Linked DNA regions of Bos taurus: region 1 is linked to region 2. The links are chromatin contacts, called in public Hi-C maps. All regions are on one chromosome and are shown on one strand. The core of a region is the stretch at or near the end of the contact, and the rest is flanking DNA. Distances in the headings are between cores, read along the strand shown.

Region 1 (4,507 bases), core at 322-2,821, 180 kb before region 2:
TCGCTAAGAGTTGGACACGACTGAGCAACTTCACTTTCACTTTTCACTTTCATGCATTGGGGAAGGAAATGGCAGCCCACTCCAGTGTTCTTGCCTGGAGAATCCCAGGGATGGGGGAGCCTGGTGGGCTGCCGTCTATGGGGTCGCACAGAGTCGGACACGACTGAAGCGACTTAGCTGCAGCAGCAGCACCTCCTTCATTTGATTGTCACCAGGGCTGATGAGTTCATCTGCATGAAGGGTTTAGGGTAGGTGGTGGCTGCACTGCATCTTGAGCTGCAGTGAGCACGCTGTCCACTCCATTCTGCGGGCTTGACACATAGTAACCTTGCCATAGTATTTGCATTCTGCTGGAAGCACAGGCTAAAGGGAGAAACCCATGAGCTCAGCTCACATTCAACAGGAGCTCCCAGACTGCCCTGCCTCCAGGCTAATGGCTCTGAACCTAGTTGATCTGTCTATTCCCAGGGTGTGGTCACACTGGTTTTTAAAGTTTTTTTTCTCGCTGTGCTCCAGTCACATCTTAGCTTCTGGGCTGCCCACCAAAGATACTGTCTGCTCCAGTGGTGCTCTCAGACCCAGCGGGGCAGAATGGGGCTGCCCCCGTCAGTGTGGGGTGACTGATGGCTCACCAGCCTTCTCTTCTGCCCTGGGGCCTGGTTGTGAAAGAAAGCAAATGAAAAATGGTAGCAATAAAGAAGGCTGCTCCCAGTAGACAGCGCCTCTTTGATTCCAGGTAAACGGTAGTGTTTGGGCCAAATGAAGCCTATGGAGGGAACCTGGAATCTGAGTACTGGGTTCTCTTGCCAGCTTCTGGAACCCACTTGTGACATGGCTACTCTCCTGACCCTCAAGTGTACCCTTCCCTAAGACCTTGCCCTTTAGAGGTCTCATCATGATTTGCTGGTCAAGAGTAGTTTGCTCTGATAGAGTGCAGGGTAGGGGTGACTGAGACCACTGCAGGTAAATATTCCCCAGCATCAATGGGCAGGTGAGAAAACTCCAGTCTTGAATCTCCCCCGTCCCCAGCAGGTTGGGTGACATCACATTAGTTCTTCACTCTTTGCAAAATAAAGGCCACCTGAGCTGACTTTGAGGGGGTATCCCGAGACTAATAAAATCCCTGGAGAAAGAGCCAAGGAAAATCAGGTGTGGGTATTTACTGTGTTGACAGAGCAGCTGTGCGCTTCAGATTCTCTGATTGTAGGGCTTGGGGCGGCATCCTCAGGTGGAGAGAGTTTTTCTTCCTGCCTCTCCTCCACTTTTCCATCGGTGCTCTTTCCTGCAGATCAGGATGATTCTTAGGAATGGCTGCTCCTAGGAGCAGCAGAGAAACAGGAAGTCTGGGAAGAAAGCCCTTCAAGCCTGGCCTGCAGCGGCTTCTCCTCCTGGGTGAGTCCTCTGAGAGCCCAAGGAAGGGCTATCCTCACCCTCCTCACTCTGGCTGTCTTGAAAAAACTGCCCCACAGGTAGGCCTCATGCCTTAGCTCTGCCCTTTCTATAAGGTGCCAATCCTTTTGACAGGCCACAGAGCCATGGTTCCAGCCATGCATCGTGTGACGAAAGAGGTGGTACAAAGTACAGCAAATAAACTTACAATGTTTACCGTCCAACTGCAAAGCCCGACTGCCAAATAAAGCCATCTCAGTTCCACTGCAATTTTTGCAGGTAAAATTTTCAGTCAGCCACCAGAGGGTGCCCGCAGAGCTCTCTGAAAATGACCCAAACCTGCAGAATTAGAAAATTTCCAGTGTATCTAAGAGTAACACCAAATATAGCTCCCTCATATATGACTGGGAGCGATGCACAGGCCAGCTAAGGAGCTGCAAGTTTGCAGGGGATGAAGAGTCAGGGTGGGAGTGATGGAAATAATCTGAATTTTAGCTAAACAAGTTGCATCTTGATTTTAAATTGGCAATTGCAATAACACTTTGAGGATTGGCTCAGGGCTAATTTTCATTCCCAGCCAAATTCCCTTCCCCACCCTTTCTTTCCCCATCCATGTGTACAAAGGAAATGCAAATACATATAAATATTAGGCTAAGCCACAGGCTTCTTGGAAGGTAAGGCTGCTGCTGCTTTAAAAAAAATCCTATAATGCGAGTGAAAAGAAAGATTTTCTGAGCCACTGCTCCTGCACGAGGTGAGTGTCAGGAAGAAGAAATGGAGAAGCCGTAGTTCTCTGAAGAGCTGGCCTGGCGTGGTGCGTGCCTGGGATGAGAGGAGCAGAGGAATGGCTGCCTCCCTGTCCCCAGCAGGGCTGGCAAGCAGGCTGGGTCTGGCCTCCCTGTCTTTCCAGGGCCTGGCACACTGGCTGACACACAGTAGGTGCCTGTTAATGTTTGTTGAATGAGTGAATGAATGAATAGGAAGTGAGTTGGGTGGGTAGGACACCTCCTGGGAGCTCTCAGCAGGGTGAGGAGAGAATTGGGAAACGGATGGCTGGGGTGGAAGGGTAGTTTTCCAGGGAGGAGAGGTCCCATGTTCTATGTTAGCTTCCTCTGGTTCAGGCCCTTTCTGTGGATGTTCAAGACTCCAGATCCTATGCTTTGTTTTAATGTTGGTCAAACTGCCCAGTGGTCCCATTCATTCATAAGAAACACTCATTCACAGTTACTGGTTACCTGATGGGGGACCCTGGCAGTTACCCCATGCCGGGGACACCAGCCTCCCTCGCTTTAGCTCTCTGGAAATCTGGCCAGCTGGGAACTGGGTTTTGGTTGCAGGACAATTGGGCCGTTTATCTCTCTGGACAAGGTGTGTGTGTGTGTTGTCATAATATGCCTTGTGTGTGGGATGTGTGTGTGTGTTGCCATAATGCCTTGTGTGTGGTGTGTGTGTGTTGCCATAATGCCTTGTGTGTGGGATGTGTGTGTGTGTTGCCATAATGCCTTGTGTGTGGTGTGTGTGTGTTGCCATAATGCCTTGTGTGTGGGGTCTGCCATCTACACAGCTTTTTGACACCACCTATGGCTACCTCTTGCTGGTACATAGAAGAGATGATATGTATTGATGAGATGTATTGATATTTAAAGTTAGAAATTTAGGGACAAGTTATTTTACTTAGGTTTCGGTACTTGTAATTCATCACAGAAGGAATCATGGTGTGAAGGTCTTGCAGGGTTTTAAAAGATTCCTACATATATTCCCTTTCCAATATTTCTCCTTTGGGGCAGCTTTAATGACAATTTGTGGGGCTTTCAGATGAGCCAGGAGGGATGCTGGCTGCTGGGCTTGGAGAAAGGGAATGGTTTTGGGAATTAACCTTTCTCCCTCCTCCCCTGCCTAGGCTGAGTCAGTCCACCTGATTAGCACAACAATGATCAGATTTTCCCCACCAGCCTGAGAAGAATGGGTTCCTGACCAGGATCCTTTTAATTTGCAAATCTCATGCAAATGAGGCCCTGAAGATTCCTGAGCCCTCCCAGTGTTGGCCTAGTTGGGTGCTCCACACTGCATGAACTCTGCAGTAACTGAGTTTATGTCTTCTGGATCTTTTGTTATTTCTTATCTTCACCAGGCCCTGACACAGCACTATATACTTAGAGAAGTTTAGACCCAAGGGAGAGGCTATTAGAAAGGGTCTCAACAAGCTATGCTATGCTATGCTATGCTATGCTAAATCACTTCAGTCGTGTCCAACTCTGTGTGACCCCATAGACGGCAACCCACCATGCTTCGCCGTCCCGGGGATTCTCCAGGCAAGAACACTGGAGTGGGTTGTCATTTCCTTCTCCAATGCATGAAAGTGAGAAGTGAAAGTGAAGTCGCTCAGTCGTGTCCGACCCTCAGCAACCCCATGGACTACAGCCTACCAGGCTCCTCCATCCATGGGATTTTCCAGGCAAGAGTACTGGAGTGGGGTGCCATTGCCTTCTCCACTCAACAAACTAGTGGTAGCCAAAGCAAAGGAAAAATTTCTAGAAAGCTAAACAGGCTTCTGAAAGAATGTTCCATCAGATTGTTTTGTTAAAATAAAATCTCTCTCTCTGTGTCTCTGTACATATATATATATATATACACACACGTAGAACTGAATTACTTTGCTGTATGCAAAAGAATTCAACATTGTAAATCAACTATACTCAAAAAAAAAGTTGGAAAGAGATCTTCTCTGGAGGGGAAAATCCATTTTTTGAAAGGGAAGACAAGAAAAGGAAAGAGAGGCAAAGAATAACTCAAACAACCTCTTTGCCTGAGCTCTCTGTTAAGAAGGATCATAGCACGGGCCAAAAGACTAGGGTGTTTGGACACCAATAGAGAAAGAGGTCAGACAACTGTTTACCTTATATCCACTCATCAGGGACCTGATGAGGTTGTGTGGCTTTGTGAGTGTCATTTTATGAAATAAACAGAGATAATCTCTCTACTATTTCCAAGAATGACCTAAGGGAAGGAAGTTAGCTTTAAAATGACCACTCTGTCAGGAAAGTGACATAAACAGTGAACAGAGAAAGTGGCGTAAACATTTACCTTTTTTGGTCTACTGAATAGATATAATTCTACA
Region 2 (4,763 bases), core at 830-3,329:
CTACAGCATGTGAATGGACTTGGGGACAATTAAATTAACCATCACTGCCCCCTAGACTCAGAGTCAGGCATTCCTTTATTTCTAGTCCCCTTGCTGCTCACCAGCGTACTTTATACATTTCTCTCAGAAGAGCCTTTTATTTTCCACCCATCTGAGTGGTCCTCTGGATCTCACCCCTGTTGAAAGCCACAGTGGGTCTATATCCAGTGTGTTCTAATTAATATGATATTAAAAAGTTCTGTACTTGGTGAATTCTAATTAATTGTGTAGTGGTAGTCAAGCCTCTCCTGAATAAGCTTTACACCCCAGGAAGGAAATTTTGTCTCATCCCTTGGATTCCTGGGAGTTGACTAAGTGTTGCCCTTTGTCTTCCCAAGGGAAATACACTTTGTATTTCCTTTAAAGTTTTTTCTTGATTGGTCATTTACCTTCTGACTTTGAAATAGTCTGAAGACCTTAGCTGGTGTTGACCTGAGCTAAAAAAAAAAAGCAAGATCCTGGAGAGGCTGACTTCCTCCCGCAGACCTTGGGGTGGGACCTGGGGATGAGACTGATGATTGACCACCTGCATCCCAAGCAGATATGGGGCCACAGTTTAGAGCGGGATTGAGCTCTGCAGTGTGAATAACCCATCAAAGACCACTACTGTTTTGCTGCAGGATTGAGTGTTTCCTTTGCTCTTTGCTTTTGTTGAAATACAGCCCCCCCCACCCCAAAATCCCCAGCCCCGGCTTTCTCACCTCTGCCCTGGAGCTTTAAGTTCACAGACTCAACACTGAGCACACTCCTTTTTCTTTTTTTCGCATTTTATGATTTTCTATCATTAGGCAAAGGGTGACGGGCAAGGGTGAGAGTAAGTAGACACCTCAAGAAGAACTGAAGATCTTAGTTCTCTCAAAAAGGAGGTGAATTGGTTAATATCAGACATTAGATAAGCTGCTCTGGTAAAGCATGACGTCATTCTCTAACTGGGTTCCGAAAAGCCGGTTACTTAAACTCCTTGTGCCTCAGTTCCTGATCTGTAAAACGGAGGTGATAATGGTCCCCACCTTATGGAGTTATTATGAATAGCGAATGAGGTAGTATTTGTGAAGCACATAGAACAGTGTCAGGCACGTACAAATGTTTGCTCAGTAAATAAATGTGCCTCCTGAGTTACATGAATTCTGGTTCTGACTTGCTGAGTGCCATTCCTTTCATTCAGCAGATCTATTTCCAAGTGCTGAAATTCAAATGTGAATATAAGATCTGGTTTCCTAGAAAGTTCTTTAACTTTACTTTTTCCAACATAGTTACACTGTCCCAAGTCTCTTCAAATTCACTGGGAATTGCAAATAAAGTGTTTCCTGTTTTTCTTAAGAACATTGCTTCAAGGCATTTTTCTTGACATGTTTTGATTGGGAACTATATATTTTTGTATATTACTCAATAAAATCTTGTTTTACCAACTGTATTTAAGTTATCATGGATTCCCTCAAGTGTTTTAGGATTCATTCCAGATGAAAAGTTAAAGCCAACCATACTTAATTCTCTGACAATCCTGTGGTCATAAACATTCTTTTTTTTTTTTCCTCTTCAGCTCAAAGTCTTTAGAAAGCCACATGTAAAGTTTTATTTACTGATAAGTCTGTTTCTCACATCAAAGGAAGTTAAATGGGGGAGTTCCTACACCCATACTGCCTTAAGGATTACTCATGAATTTGTTTTTCTGTAGGACTGGGATAACTTCTAGATCGCTATGATAGCTTCCAGGGTTAACAACTTCTACTGAAAACTTGTGGGCAGGGTGACTCAGGACAGATGGCCACTAGTTCACCTTCCCCTTAACCTGGAGATTAAATGAGAGAATGTATGTAAATTGCCACGCTCAAGTGCTCCTTGGCTACATGGGTCTTCAGGAAATAACAGTTGTTAGGATTTTGGGGAAAGGTCTCAGAATGGAGAGGGTTAAATGGCCTTAACCCAGGGCCTGGCTGACTTTCGGGGATTTCATAATTGCAAGGAAGCCCTTACTGAGAACATTTCTCTGGTGACTCGGGTGGGGATGGGGGAGGGCGCTCCCGTGCCGGTTATGTGCTCGGGTGTGGGCTGGCTGCCACCCTCACGCAGCGCACGTAGCCCTGTCACTCAGCCGTCACCCTGCTGGCCCGGAGCCAGGCTCCGCGGGAAGGGCTGCCTTCCCAAACCCAAACAGCCTGTATTGCTGTGCCGATGTTCCCGGGCCTGTTTACTGTGCTTAATTGCAGGACTCTGCTTGAATCCCCTCCAAGGAGAGGAATTAAGCACAATTCAAAATGGAGTGACAATAGTCTCTTAAATTCCTGGCCTCTGAGAGTTTCAGTGGCTTCTGGGGGAAGGGTGATTACCTCAAGTTCAGGGTGATTCACTCAGGTTCATGCACGAAGTGCAGGATCCCCTCAAGAGAATTTTGATCTAGTTCAGTCAGACCTTACAGGCCTGTGACTCCTCTGTAATCTTAGGCATGCTTCTGTGTGTGTGTATATATATGCATATTTCTGAGGGTGGGGTGGGAGCCAGCTCTTGAATGTAAGAATCTGAAGGAGCTATTATCACTGAGCTAAGACAACTGAGTAGAAGGTTTCAGAGTCTTGATAGTTGCTGATGATTTGTTGAATCATCCCAAAGTTAGGACCAAGTTCGTAATAAAGAGGGATGCTGATGAAAAAGGTCTACCTGAGAACAGGTTTTCAAGTGAATATGGTAAATTCCCTGCCTTTCTAGGCAGACTGCTCTTGCCTGATAGGAAGGAACCAGCAGGCCCTCTTCACCAGAGCCACTGAGAGTGGCTTATAACTTCTGATTTTTCATTTTCAGAATTACTGAAGCTCCTGCATTTCAAGAAAATTTAGGTATGGGGCATAGCAATTATTGTTCTAAATTGGAGGTAAGGTTATATGTAGCAGAATTCTGTGTATGTGGGTTCAGGGAGAACATTTTTTAGTGCAGATTTAGGGCATGTGAGGAAGGCAGAAGTTCTCAGCGTAGAAATAGAATTAGTAGAAGGTATTTGCGTGAATAACTTGGGGCTTGTTAGAAGGATTACTTGCCTCTTGGATATTGACTGCCTGATGTTCTGAATCTTCTGAACTGTATGGTCAGATGCTGAAACTCTGGGAAGGGGAACGTGGTAGCTGGATCCAGCTCTTGTTGTTGCCCACCAAGAGCATATTCCCCATTTCTTCTTCATTCCCTTACATCAGTCTTTAACGTGAGCAGTAGGAGGAAGGAAATAGCTAGACTTGCTCTTAACTAACCAGATAGGTAAAGAGCAAGATGCCAAGATAACTAGTGACGGTTTGTATACTTTTTTCTGAAGTTAGAATGAATATAAAGACTCTAAAGCACTTTTTCTGCTTCTGAGCTGTTCAGCAACACATTGAGAGCTGACTTTTTTCTAAAACTGGCAGCAATGTGAACTGTTTAGTGACATTTTCTTGAAACTCTTGCAGAAGACTTTGTGTAGTTGCAATTATTTTGTAAACATGCCTTTTGAATATTGTATAAATTTTAAGTGATTTAGGTAATATATGTGTTTTAATGTTCTTTAAATATAGTTAATTTACAATATCGTGTGAATTTTGGGTGTGCAGCAGCGTGATTCAGTTATATATGCATGTCTACACACACACATATATTCTTTTTAAGATTCTTTTCCATTAGAGTTTCTTACAAGATATCGAGTAGAGTTTCCTGTGCTATGAAGTAGGTCCTTGTTGGTTATCTATTTTATATGTAGTACTGTGTATATTTTAATCCCAAACTGCTAATTTATCCCCCTCCCTTCCCTTTTGGTAATGATAAGTTTGTTTTCTGGGTCTGTGAGTTCTGTCTAGTAAATAAATTCATTTGTATCATTTATTTTTAAGATTCCATGTATAAGTGATACGATATTTTTCTGATTTAGGTAATATACAATGGACCCATTTCTGGCCAGTAAACTTCATCTATTACATTCTCCACTCTGATTGCTTGGCTGTTTTTCCAAGCTGAACAAGGCTCATGGTCTTGTGTATTTTTTCTCAAGTCTTTACTCTTCTAACATCCTGTGTGGTTGGTGTCTTATGGTATAGTGAGGAAGGATCCTGGGCCCCCTTTGCTGTGTCCGGAGCAGATGTGGGGGAAGGACTTGAGGGGAGAGAGGTTTGGTGAAGGCCTGTGCAGTGTGGATGGCAGTGAAGGATATAGCTGAGCCTGGTAAAGAGAGACAGGGAAAGGACCCCTGTGTAGCTCAGGAAGTGTCACAGACAGTTCCTGGGCTATAGACAGTGATCTCAAAATCCAGCCTGATGTTTTGTTTTGTTTCATTTTTTGTGGCTCTGATTTAACAATTAGGGTTAAAAATATTCAGGAGAGTTTATATACAAATCTGGTTCAGTTACCTGCTACTGTCCTAAAACCTGAAGATTTTTAATGTCTGCCCCTCATTGCCAAGGATAGAAAATTTCCTAGTTGTAGGTAGCATAGCTCACATTCCAGAGTTCTGACACATATATACCTGATCGGCTTCAATATCTTAACTAAGTGAAAGTCGCTCAGTCGTGTCTTGACTCTTTGTGACCCCATGAATATAGCCTGCCAGGCTCCTCTGTCCATAGGATTCTCCAGGCAAGAAGACTAGAGTGGGTCGCCATGCCCTCCTCCAGAGGATCTTCCCATCCCAGGGATCAAACCCAGGTCTGTCACATTGCAGGCAGATTCTTTACCATCTAAGCTACCAGGGAAGCCCAAGAATACTGGAGTGG

The links. Hi-C and Micro-C count contacts between places; a contact is called where the count stands out from the background.
Region 1: a Hi-C map of an unstated tissue shows a contact between it and region 2, with 2.2 times the contacts expected there. The contact joins two enhancer-like sites. A contact is called at or near these places in 2 of 11 Hi-C or Micro-C datasets (skeletal muscle and an unstated tissue).

What each region holds. Positions count from the first base shown.
Region 1 is chr21:44,578,870-44,583,376 of ARS-UCD2.0, reverse strand. No RefSeq gene overlaps it. Among named protein-coding and RNA genes, the nearest start is that of MIR2285CY, 100 kb to the right of the region's middle. Within about 2 kb of position 1,571, at least 10 of the 102 cell types and tissues checked have an H3K27ac peak or open chromatin away from gene starts, as enhancers often do.
Region 2 is chr21:44,398,702-44,403,464 of ARS-UCD2.0, reverse strand. All of the region lies in intron 1 of EGLN3 (egl-9 family hypoxia inducible factor 3), which reads left to right. Among named protein-coding and RNA genes, the nearest start is that of EGLN3, 15 kb to the left of the region's middle. Within about 2 kb of position 2,079, at least 64 of the 102 cell types and tissues checked have an H3K27ac peak or open chromatin away from gene starts, as enhancers often do.